2 separate regions of the Hordeum vulgare genome follow, and region 2 is linked to region 1. The links are chromatin contacts, called in public Hi-C maps. All regions are on one chromosome and are shown on one strand. Each heading gives the region's core, a stretch centred on a gene start, on an enhancer-like site or on the middle of the called end of the contact. The rest is flanking DNA. Distances are from core to core; before and after follow the strand shown.

Region 1 (5,639 bases), core at 2,165-4,664:
CAGCAACCGGCCCGAGAGAGTTGACATCGTGTACCATGGTATCGATCACCTCCATGCAATGGGATTCGACCACAAGCTTCTGCACTCCCACCTCACTCGCCAAAATAAGTCCATCTATGAGTGCTCTTGCTTCGGCTGAGCTAGCGTCTTCAGCAAAAGGAATGCCACTGCATGAGCTGGCGATAAAATTACCTCTGCCGTCACGCAGAACCGCCCCTGTGCTACCAGTCCCCGAGTCGCGAGAGAAGCCAGCGTCAACATTAAGCTTATAGAGGCCCTCGGTCGGCAGCTTCCATCCATGACGGATGACTCCCGGCTTCTTACCCCTGGCCCTGGTGAAGTTCTTTGCAAGAGCTAAAATGGCATCTGCCGATCTGGGTGGTTCAGATATTTTCTCGCCATGGGTGAAGCTCCTTCTTTTTCATCAAACATACCAGACTATGGTTGCGATCAGCTCACAATGGCCAACATCCGATACGTCTGACCTAATTGTGCTCTTAGATAAGAGAAGTTTCGAAAGGATGGCACTCCCATTTTGCTCCAATGTGCCAGCCGTGTTACGGAGATTGCTTCGCTATCGTGGTTGATCGATTCAAGTCAACGACGGGAGAAGACCGAAACATGGTAGTGGGCCATCCTGTGTAGTAAGGAGATGTGCGTGTTTGCTCGAGACTCGGTGTGTATTGCGTCAAAGGCCAACCTTATTCGTCGCCTATGCGCGGCAAACAAACACTGCAATGCCCATTGGCAAATGTGAGTTGGGTCAACCCTGTTCAGGGTTTTTTCTAGTTTTTCCTGTTCTGTACTTCCGCTGCAACTTTTCTGATAGTTATTTTTCATGGTTTTATTTCTTTTTTTCCTTTCTTCTGTCTTTTCAATACACTATGTACAATTCTTTAATATATGATGAAGATTGTTTTAATGCACACTTATTACTTTTTGTAGTATACATTGAACCTTTTTAATACTATAAGATGATTTTTTGTAATTTTTATGATGAACAATTTTAATACGTACTGAACATTTTCTAATATAAGGCGAATTCTTTTAATACGCATTGAACCTATATAAAAACACACAGTGAATTTTTTATGAAACATTATATTATTTTAAGAGTTTTTAAAATATCTAGCTCTTTAAAAAAATGATAACATTTTTATTTTTGAAAAACTGACTAAAAATGAAGAGAAAGAACAAAAAACTATGCTTGGCAAGGAGAGCCTCTCCTATTTGCAAAATATAAAAAAAACAAATTGATGCTAATGGGCGTCCAATATGTTGTCTACGTGGCAGATAGGAGCGCTCCTGGACGTGATCACTTATTTCACGCGTTGCCCAAGGGAAACCGAGTAATTGTGCAATCCCGGCTCCCTAGTCCCCTGTCCTTTTTTTTCTTTCCCTAACTGTGAAAAACGCTCATGAATCTCATATGCAAAAAAAAAAAAACTGATGAACTAGGAGAATGTTCTGAATTTTTAAAAAAGTTCAAGGATTTTAGAAAATATTCTCAGATTCCAAAAAAACTTCACAAATTTGAAGTATATTTTCGAATTTACAAACAATGTTCACGAATATCTTTATTAGCATTTCAAAATGTTCATGAATTTGGAAAAAAGAGACAATAATTTAAAAAAATGTTCTCAAATTGGAATAATTCGTTTACATTTACAAACGTGTTCTTGAAATGCAAAAAGGGGTTCCAATTTTTTTAAACTCCTCACCTTTAAAAAATGTTCTTGGACTTAGAAATGTTTACAAATTTTAAAATTCTTCCGTATTTCAAAAAAAATGTTCGAATAATTGAAAAAATATTCATGATTTTTCGAAATATTTCCTATTTTTATTTTATTTCAACAGTTTAGAGAATGTTCGCGATTAAGAAATATTTTAGTGAATTCAAGAATTTTTCATGATTTTACATTTTTTATTTTGTTTAAAAATGTTCGTGAAATTGAAAATAAAAATAAAAAACAAAAAAAATGAATGAAAAATGAAGAGAAGAAGAAAAAAACAGAATAAAAACACAGAAATGAAAGAGAAACATACGTGGGAAGGTTATAGAGGGGAAATATCTGGTGCTACTAACAATATTACATCATGCTATAAAATTTTCAGATCTAAAGTCGAAACCTACTATGAGAAACGAAAATATAATTTTTTGTTGATGATAAGAAAATGGACCGAATTCAATCCAATTAACATTAGCTACTGTTCACACTTTGATTTCTTCCTTTTGTTTCTAGATATTTATTTGAAATTTGGATGTGAAACTTTATACCATAGTACTTCCTCCGTTTTTAAATATAGATATTTTTAAAGATTCTACTATGAACTACATACGAAGCAAAATGAGTGAATCTACATTCTAAAATATGTCTATATATACATATGTATACAATCCATAGTGGAATCTCTAAAAAACTTATATTCAGGAACGGAGGGAGTAACACATATGTATCGAACTTACATCTACACCATTCTTCTTTGTGTTTTTAAATGCTACAAATGTAAGTCATAGTGATCGCTGCACCGATAAAACCAAATGCCCTAGTGCACACGATAGACAACCATTTTTATAGAGCCTTTCGAAAACTGGCGAGAAGCACATATAAAACAATGGAACCGAACTGGCCCAACATGATTTGTGCGTTACGAGATATCCCATCGACCTACGCAAGGAATCTCCTGTTTTAGACAAACTCGCTAAGCTTTATTCACCTCGATACAATATTTACAGGTAAGAAACGAAGCTCTCCCGACCGGCCTAACCATACATGACGAGCAAGCCCCGAGCATTAAAGAGTGCTTAGCAAGATTGTGAGCCTCGAAAATCGAGCTCATATACTCCTGGGCGAAATTACAAGAAACAAAACTCCAATACCTATCTATTATTTCATGTACTATGTCACCATACGCCAACGAAGTTCCATTCTTGATAGATGTCATCCACGACAGTTTTGGAGTTTGAGGCAACATGCACGTTTTCTTTGCTCGTATAAATCATCAGCTAAAGCCAAACCTTCCGTCAAGACCATCGCTTCAAGAGTAACTGGATCAACAATATTTCCGAAGGTAATCGAAGACGCTCCCGATTGATCTTGGCACACTGCCGCGACTGCTCTTTATCCCTCACCGCTCGTTACGGCCCGCGTCAGAATTGATTTTAACATGGCCTGCCTCTGGTGAAGTCCATGCTGCTGGCCTAATTACCCCGGCTGTTCTGCTTAATGTTTGATTGGGTTTTGCAGTTATCTGTAGACCCCTCAGAAAATAAGTAGGATGAATCTATTAGTATTAGTTTCCAACCAGCGGGCTCTCAAAGATTTCTAACTCAAAACCGTGGTAACTGGGCCGGGCCCATCGTGCGCCGTCGGGTTCCCCAGGGCCACGGACGTAAATACGACCGACCCAGGGACCTCGCCGGTTTCCTCCCTAGAGCCACCGCAATCGCATCGCGCTAGGGTTTAAGCAGCAGCCTCGCCGCCTCCAGATCCCCAACCCTCGAATCCGGAGAGGAGCTCGCCGCCGGCGGCAGCCAGGATGTTTCTAGGCGCGGTGCCGCGGAAGCCGAGCAAGGAGGCGGCGTACAAGGAGCTGCGCTCGCACCTCTACATCATGGCCGGTTGCATCGCCGCCATCCGCGCCGCCCCCTACATCCTCCACTTCCTCAACCGCGAGCCCGGCATGACGGAGCTCAAGCTCGAGCTCTAGCTCAGCCCCCCGCCCCCCCCTGAGGTGAGCACCATCCCGCCACACGCTCTTCCTCTAGGGTTTGGTCGATTTGGGTGCGGTGCGTGTCAGCGTGTGTGATCCCGTTCTAGGACCGCGCGGTTTGGTCGTAGGGTTTGGTACTCGATCGGTTTCGATGTGAGCCTGCATGTTTGGATTATTCGCGGTCACCCTGGACACCGTGGGTACCAATCCGTATATGCTGCTGTGTTGAATTTAGTTAGATTCGTGGTCGTTTGTTGGGAGCCAGATTCAGTGTTTCATGATGCTTGGTCCACTCCGCTTTACTGGTATTTCGGCAAGTTAAGTGGGGTAGATTTCCCAACAAAAATAGCGGTGAATTATGTGGTCATCGTTTGATTTGGTTTACATCATGAGTGTCCTTAATATTCTAGGGATGGTAATGCTTTTAGAATTCTATGGTTTCGTTTGTAAAGCAGGTGATCTGTCTTTTTTATTTATGATCTTGAAGTTTAGGAATGCTGATTTGCAAATCGAGAAATTATGTAACCTAACTAATGACCTTCAACATGTAGATAGAAAGGATTTTTTTTTTCATAACAATCTAATTAAGTAATTATTATAGCATAAAAAGACAAAGATAGTCGTTTGGCCCAAAAAAGATTATACCATGTTTTAAAGAGTCCAACTAGCTTTTAGATAGGTTGTGACATTGAATTGGTTATCATCTTTAGCTGATTTACCATTCTCAAACTGTGTTATGATCTCTTGTTTAGCAGTATTGTTAGTGTGTGATTGGAAGATTGCTTAATTGGTTTATATCCCTTTTTTTATTAAATGCAGTCAGTTTGAGTATTTATCTGTTTTGATCACAGTTGCACTTCTTGCTGTCATCTGTTATCTTTTTAAATTTTGGCCAATGGATAAGAAGTTTTTTGTTTTAGATGATAATTACATATGTTGACCTTAAATCGATGGTACTTGGCTCCTTTTGAGAACAATGATAACTGTATTTTATGGTTTCGTTAATGCAGTATTCAGTATGTTCTGAATATTATTTTTCCTTTTTAGCATTCTGTTCTACTTTGTGGTGCATAAGCCGAGTCTTCCATTGAAGGGAATCAAATGAAATGCTTTCATAAAATTCTTGTAGAATTGACTTTGTGGTACATAAGCTGAGTCTTGCATAATGGTTGTTATTTCTTGACATTGCTTCTGAAGAAGGAATGGTGGAATTTTGTCAGTTATGCTTATGCATTTTTTTTTTGTGTGGATTGTATAGAATAACAGTCTTAATGCTTTCTTAAGATTGTGCTTAGCTTTCTTTTAATTGACCATTGCAATTAGGATTATTCATTCATATGTTTGAATGATACCTTCTAACCATATCATTATGATACCAGCAACACATCAGCTGCAAAAACTGTACTGTATTTTAAGTTAGGAAGAAGCTAACTACTTTCTGCTTTAGAAAGAACTAAAATTCATATTTGAGGTTGGTCTTGATTGGTCATATGTTTACTAAACATTCTGAGTTGTTGAAACAGACATAGTGATTATGCCCAATTCATTTTAAGTGCCAAGGTTTAATTGAATTGAATTACATTGACAAGGCCAGTGTCTTGTCCCTGCCCATTAGTCTGACTATGATGATAATGTGTTTCTGCATTGCTTGATTTCTGACGTCACTAGACATATTTTTTCTTCCCCAGTGATCTGCTTTGTAAGTTGCCGAGATTTGTTATTTTTTTCATTATATTATTCATGGTAGGAAGTTATGTGGACAAAAGCAAACTACTCAGTTCTGGCACCACTTCCAGTTTCAATAGCCTTTTATCTCTTGGTATAAGTTATTGGTAACTCAATTAACAGTTGGTTGCACTGCAAGATTTTGTTCTGTACTTTGTATATTGCATTAACCTCTTTGAATTCTTATGTTTTGCGCCTAC
Region 2 (5,639 bases), core at 1,518-4,017, 310 kb before region 1:
ATCCACACCTTCCATCAACTAAAAGTTGCATCATCTTTAATTACGAGTAGATAAAATAGCCATTTGTGAGCATAAGTTATCTTCTGTCCATATTGTGCAATGTTATTGTAGCCTTGGTTAGCATATTTTTGATTTTCTCATACGAATAGAACCAAACTCCACCCTTCTGTTAGTTTTTTGGTTGCATGGAAGGCACGCACTTTTATTACAACTGCATTTTGACTAAGCACTTATGATCATACTAGACGAATCTTGCCAGCTTAATTTTTTAGAAAGCACTAAACTTCAAATGGTGAATGTGTTGCAAACATCCAACATGCTGGGAAAACTGCTAAAATACTGTGAGCTGACCTGAAACTCTTTGATGAGATCCATACTCAACATATCCATCATACCAATATGACCTTTTCGCCCACCTACTATCATGTAGCGACCATTTGAGGTGTATTCTAGAGTATAAGGACCAAGTTCTGCATAAAAAAAGCTAGTTAGCTCCCTTACGATTTTCATAAATTATAAGGGAAGTTGATACTCAGCATTCATCAATGGGGCAATATAGATATAAGATATATATCTGTCAGAACATACAAGCACAGAAAAACACTCGCCTATCATTCAAATAAGTAAAACTGTTTAATGACAAAATTCTGATAGTGTCAATAACTCTATGTACACAATAAGAAGAGTATAAGTCTTACAAAGACAAACCAAATAAGTATCAGGGAATAAAATACTTGAATTTGGAAATGCTAATCAGCTAACTGTACCACACAAGAACATAAGTATCATCAATGGTGTTTCACATCAACATCTGTATTGTATGTAGTTTTTATTGGTACTGGATCATGTAACAATTGTCGCACAGCTTCAGAGAACACAAAATAATTACATATTTACCAGGTAAGATCATATCAAATGGTTTTCTTGAACTCAAAATGTCGACGCTACTACCAAGCTCTTGCTGTGTATATCTATATGTCTTTTCCAAACCTTCAGGCTCCAAGTAGCCCCCCTCAATAGGTAAAAACCACTGCAAATTGAGTTAGCAACAAATCAGTAAAATTGAAAGTCTCCCATGTTTGCAAAAGTCAAATTCGAAATATGTTAAGTACGAAGATCAGGAAGCATAAGGTAAAAAAAGATACAGCAGGAAATGTCAAAGGGTCCAGTGGTATATTGCTGCCAATAAGCACCATAAGTTTATGCAATAGTCCATCAAAGAGGCACAAAAATAATACTCCCTCCGTCCGGAAATACTTGTCATAAGAATGGATGTATCTAGATGTATTTTAGTTCTAGATACATCCTTTTTTATTCATTTGTGCGACAAGTAATTCCGGATGGAGGGAGTAGATATGTCGATCGTTACTCATGAGGTAGTATGAAATAACCTAAAGGAACTCCAAAAAGAGTATCACCAATAAAGTAATTTTACTTCCTACACAGTAGATACATACGAAAAATACCAAGCAATCTTTCATTGACTGGAACCGCTTTGGGAAGAACACCAGATAAACCCATGTCACACTAAACATGTGGGGTAAATCCTATAAATACAAGTCCATTACTTCATCCAAACAGATCCACATTATGCCAGTGAACAGCTAAAGACCATTGAAAAACTAAATATGAGCTGTATGATAAAATACCATATTGTCGTAAGTCAACAGTACAGAATACCAGATTCCATCGTATCATGCTCACTGTTATTCAGCTACTTATGTGTTTGCCGCAACAAATACAGAGACATTCTACAACAAATTCACAATACCGCACCTTTTCAGCCTGCGCAGCAGCTTTGGCAGATATTCCGATTAGCTTCTCTTTTCCGGCGAGCTGCCCTTTCAATTTCTTATCACGCAGAGCCTGCAACGAAATCACATTGAAACAAAAAAATGCCAATACACGCTTTTCAATCAGCAGAAATAGCAAAGCAACGAGCGCTGGACTCAACGAGTACACTTGTAGGAGAGTAATTATCCTACCGCCAAGTTAGCAGCCTTCCCCCGCGAAAACTTGACCACCTTCATCTCCATTTCATCCAAAGAGTTTTGGTGGTTCTTCGTCTCTTTGGGGTCTTCCGCGGCAGCGATCCCCATCCTGCTCACCCTGGATGGAAAGTACAAATGGTGAGACGGATGCGTGAGCAAATACAAACGAAGCATCTTTTGGAAACAAAGCTCGAGTGGATATCAAGAAATTGACCAAGTTAAATTAGCAGCAGCGACATTCTTCTAGCATGGCTACTATTGGAAGAATAAACAGACTGCTACTCCACAAGACCCGGCTTCTCTTTCGGTTAGTGAGGTGTGAAAACCGAAATTTGCGCCTGAGATAGTAAAACCGAAAATTCTACAGAACATGAAAACGCGGACTTTCAGTTACAGACTCTGTCACTTTGAGCAGGGTTGCGTTTCAATCTTTGACGGCGTAACATCTTGAATACGTAGCACCAAGCACAAGAGGCACGCAGAAAAGAAACTGGTAATGGTAGTAAACCTGGAAGTATATGCGCCGGGCACCGGTCTTCTTCGACGTGCTGGGCTGCCGGTGCTGCGGCGCGGGGCAGGAGGCTGGAGGGGAGGAGGAGGAAGGCGTGGGGATACGGCGAGCAAGGGAGTGCGGTGGCGGAGGTGCTAGCGAGGGCCGGTGTCGTCGGCGGAGGCGCTGGCGAGGGCCTGTGGTGGCGAAGCAGGCGGGGCGGCGGTCCTGGCGGCGACACGCTGCGACGGCTCTTCGCTCGGCCGCTCGGGTGTGGGCGTTCGGGGAACTAGGGCAGGACAGGAACCACGTCGGCCTTCAGGCCTCGGGAGTCGGGCCTTTAGCGAAACCCAATGGGCCTAAACATTGTGGTGGTGATACTACTTCAGTTTTTTTGGGTTAAATAGTAATGTAACGCACGTCTCGACCTATATTATGATCATTATGTAAAATTTATTTGTGTATGTAAATGAATAATCTATACCTACTAATAAATAAAATAAATATTCTTAGTCTGTCATGTAAATTTTGTTAAAAAGTCCCTAACCTTTCTTACAATCTACCCACGGTTAAATTCTCTAGCCCAGTACTACAGATACCGTGTCGTTTCTTTTCTTGCCCGAGAAACATTAGGAGACCGATCCCGAGAAATATTAGGAGACCGATCTAAATACAAGTACGACTATATTAAGCACCTCTTCTGAAACCAATGAGCGGAACGTGAAACCTATCACTAATGATGCGAAGCTGCAGCAGTCGCCTCGCCCCAAACTCATGACAGATCGAGGGACGGCGGTGTGGCCCTACAGCGGCCGACTTGACCTGGTCTCACAACATATTGACGAACGACGAGGACGCAAAGCCGGCGACGAGATTTGGGCGGTTCCGCCAACTCGCGACAAATCGAGGGATGACCAGGACACCTACAGCGTTCGCCTCGCCTCAAGCTCGTAACAAATTGAGGAACAAGCCCGAACAACGAGGACATCGAGCTGGAGATGAGCCTTGGGCGGTTCAACTCCAACACCAAAGCGCCGACAGCGTCTTATGCAGATCGAACACATGCACTGCTCTTGGTGGGATTCACTGAGATTCTTGTAGTGGTTGTTCTGGGCTCCCACTGTTTCTCATGGATATGTGGGATGTTCGATTCAGAGTGAAGAACCTTGGCGGGGCCTTGATAGTTGGGCAGGCTGCGAGCTGTAACTGCACAATGCCATGATCGAGCAGTTCATGAGTTTTGACATCCGGCTCGGTAACCTCCTAACCATGCGTGTTGTGTTGTTGATTTTGTTGTTTGGTGTTAATTGGCATAAAGTTGCATTGGCATGTGGCCATGTTTGCATCGTTGTGGACTTGTGCTGCATCAGATTCTTAATTCAAAAGAGAAGAGATGATCCTTTTATCTGGTCCTATTTGGATGCAACTCAGATAGACGCCGTCGCAAAGCGCAAAGCCCCGTGGAAGTGCATCTACTATTTACCACTGTTCGGAAGGATAATGGTCGGTCTGGTCGATGGCCGCAGCGAAGGCGGCGACTAGCTCTATACGGTGATGCGGCCCGACATCTGCATCGTTAGTGGTCTTCTTGGCATGGCACATGCCTGTGTCCCCCTTCTCGTGCCGACGCCACTGCATCTTCGTCCAGATTGATACACCGAAAACATTCGGTAGAGCATAGGCGACACTAATGCGATGCCTCCCATTCGGTTGAAAATAAGGGACAAGAGCATGATGAAGATTAATTAGAAAGCAAGAACACATACATGTGTTGTCCAGCAAGATTATGAGCATATTTTAGGCGAATTTCTTCTCAAGATCAAGCCCAACCTATTTATACAAAGTTGCAAACTAGGCGTGGTTGTAGCGAGTTTCTTCATGCGCGAATGCTTGTGATTGTTGTGCATCTGAAAAGAATATATGTAATGCATCAGTCATGGAAGAAAAATAGTTATAATAATAGTATTTGGCAGCGATAAATAAGATGGATTTGTTCTCCTCTCACAATGAAACAAAAGAAATAGTTTCTTGCAGTCATCTACGAGGTAATTAGGAGAAGATGGTGCATGGGCTTGGTTGATTTATTCTTTTATTTTGTATGTGTTAGGCACAAACAAAAAAAATTGCTTTACCAGATCTAAATTTAATTTTCTTACTCATGTAAGGTTGGGAAAGTGTTTTCTCTTACTCCTGCAAGTCAGAACTAAATTCTCTTTTATCTAGGTATTTGGATTGCAGTTTTATTATGTCAGAACATGTTGCGAGTCCTCTCAAATTTATTGATATTTCCACATGCATTTAATTTATTAATATCAAAATCCAAAGATTTCCGGATATCAAAAGGGACCAATTTAAATGGTTGAGTGATGTCACGAAAACAAAATTGACATTGAAGAATCTTCTTCAATCAATCCGTAGCAACGCACGGACATATTTACTAGTCTAATAGTAAATAGTAAAGGACTATTTGAGTACATAGTTGTGTTGGCAAGGTTCATTTTTCACTCAAAAAGTGATTGCTTTCTTATTTCAGATCGTAGCCTTCTTATTTCTATGCATCTTGAAGAACACATTCAAGTACTTAGGTACAAGCACTACCCACTATCTATCCATTCTTGTAATATGATTATTTTTTCACAAATCCTACTTTCCATAATCTTCTTTATGTTTCGACACCATCATTTCAACCAACTTCGTTGAGTGACACGGGTCCATGGAGTAGGGGAACAACCGCTCTAAAAAATATTTTTATATCTAAACAGAATCAACAAGAGAAAATAGAAAATATGTAACACTCAAATAAGAATTGTGCGTGTACAAATATTTATGATCCCATTGTGGATAATTATTTAATAACTAGTAGAATGTTCGTGAGTTGCTACTGCTAATGGTAGTTTGGGAGAGGCGTGTTTTGGCTCCCGAGCTCATCTGCATCCGCTCGGACGAAAAAAATCAAAACAAACACTAAAAAAATCCAAAACATCCAAATGTGCGATAGATAATTTGATGCGTGAGGTCCGTTCTAAATTTGAATTCATTTGGGCATCTGAGACGCTCTCAGCAAAAAAGACAAATTGGGGTCTGTGAAAAGGGTCTACTATTCACGCACTGTTTTGACCCTGATTTGTCTTTTTTGCCAAGAGCTGCTAAGATGTCCA

What was found. A called contact is a pair of places that touch in the nucleus more often than the background predicts.
Region 2: a Hi-C map of seedling shows a contact between it and region 1, with 4 times the contacts expected there. The contact joins the promoter of LOC123447738 here to the promoter of LOC123447736 in region 1. A contact is called at or near these places in 2 of 6 Hi-C or Micro-C datasets (leaf and seedling).

Annotation. Positions count from the first base shown.
Region 1 is chr4H:32,542,520-32,548,158 of MorexV3_pseudomolecules_assembly, reverse strand. It overlaps LOC123447736 (mitochondrial import receptor subunit TOM6 homolog), which reads left to right and starts at 3,414. Exons shown (of 2, transcript XM_045124382.1): 1 at 3,414-3,735. The coding sequence starts at 3,541. The coding sequence ends at 3,711.
Region 2 is chr4H:32,850,375-32,856,013 of MorexV3_pseudomolecules_assembly, reverse strand. It overlaps LOC123447738 (probable U3 small nucleolar RNA-associated protein 7), which reads right to left and starts at 2,767. Exons shown (of 8, transcript XM_045124386.1): 1 at 2,500-2,767; 2 at 1,986-2,109; 3 at 1,777-1,866; 4 at 952-1,030; 5 at 352-470. The coding sequence starts at 2,099.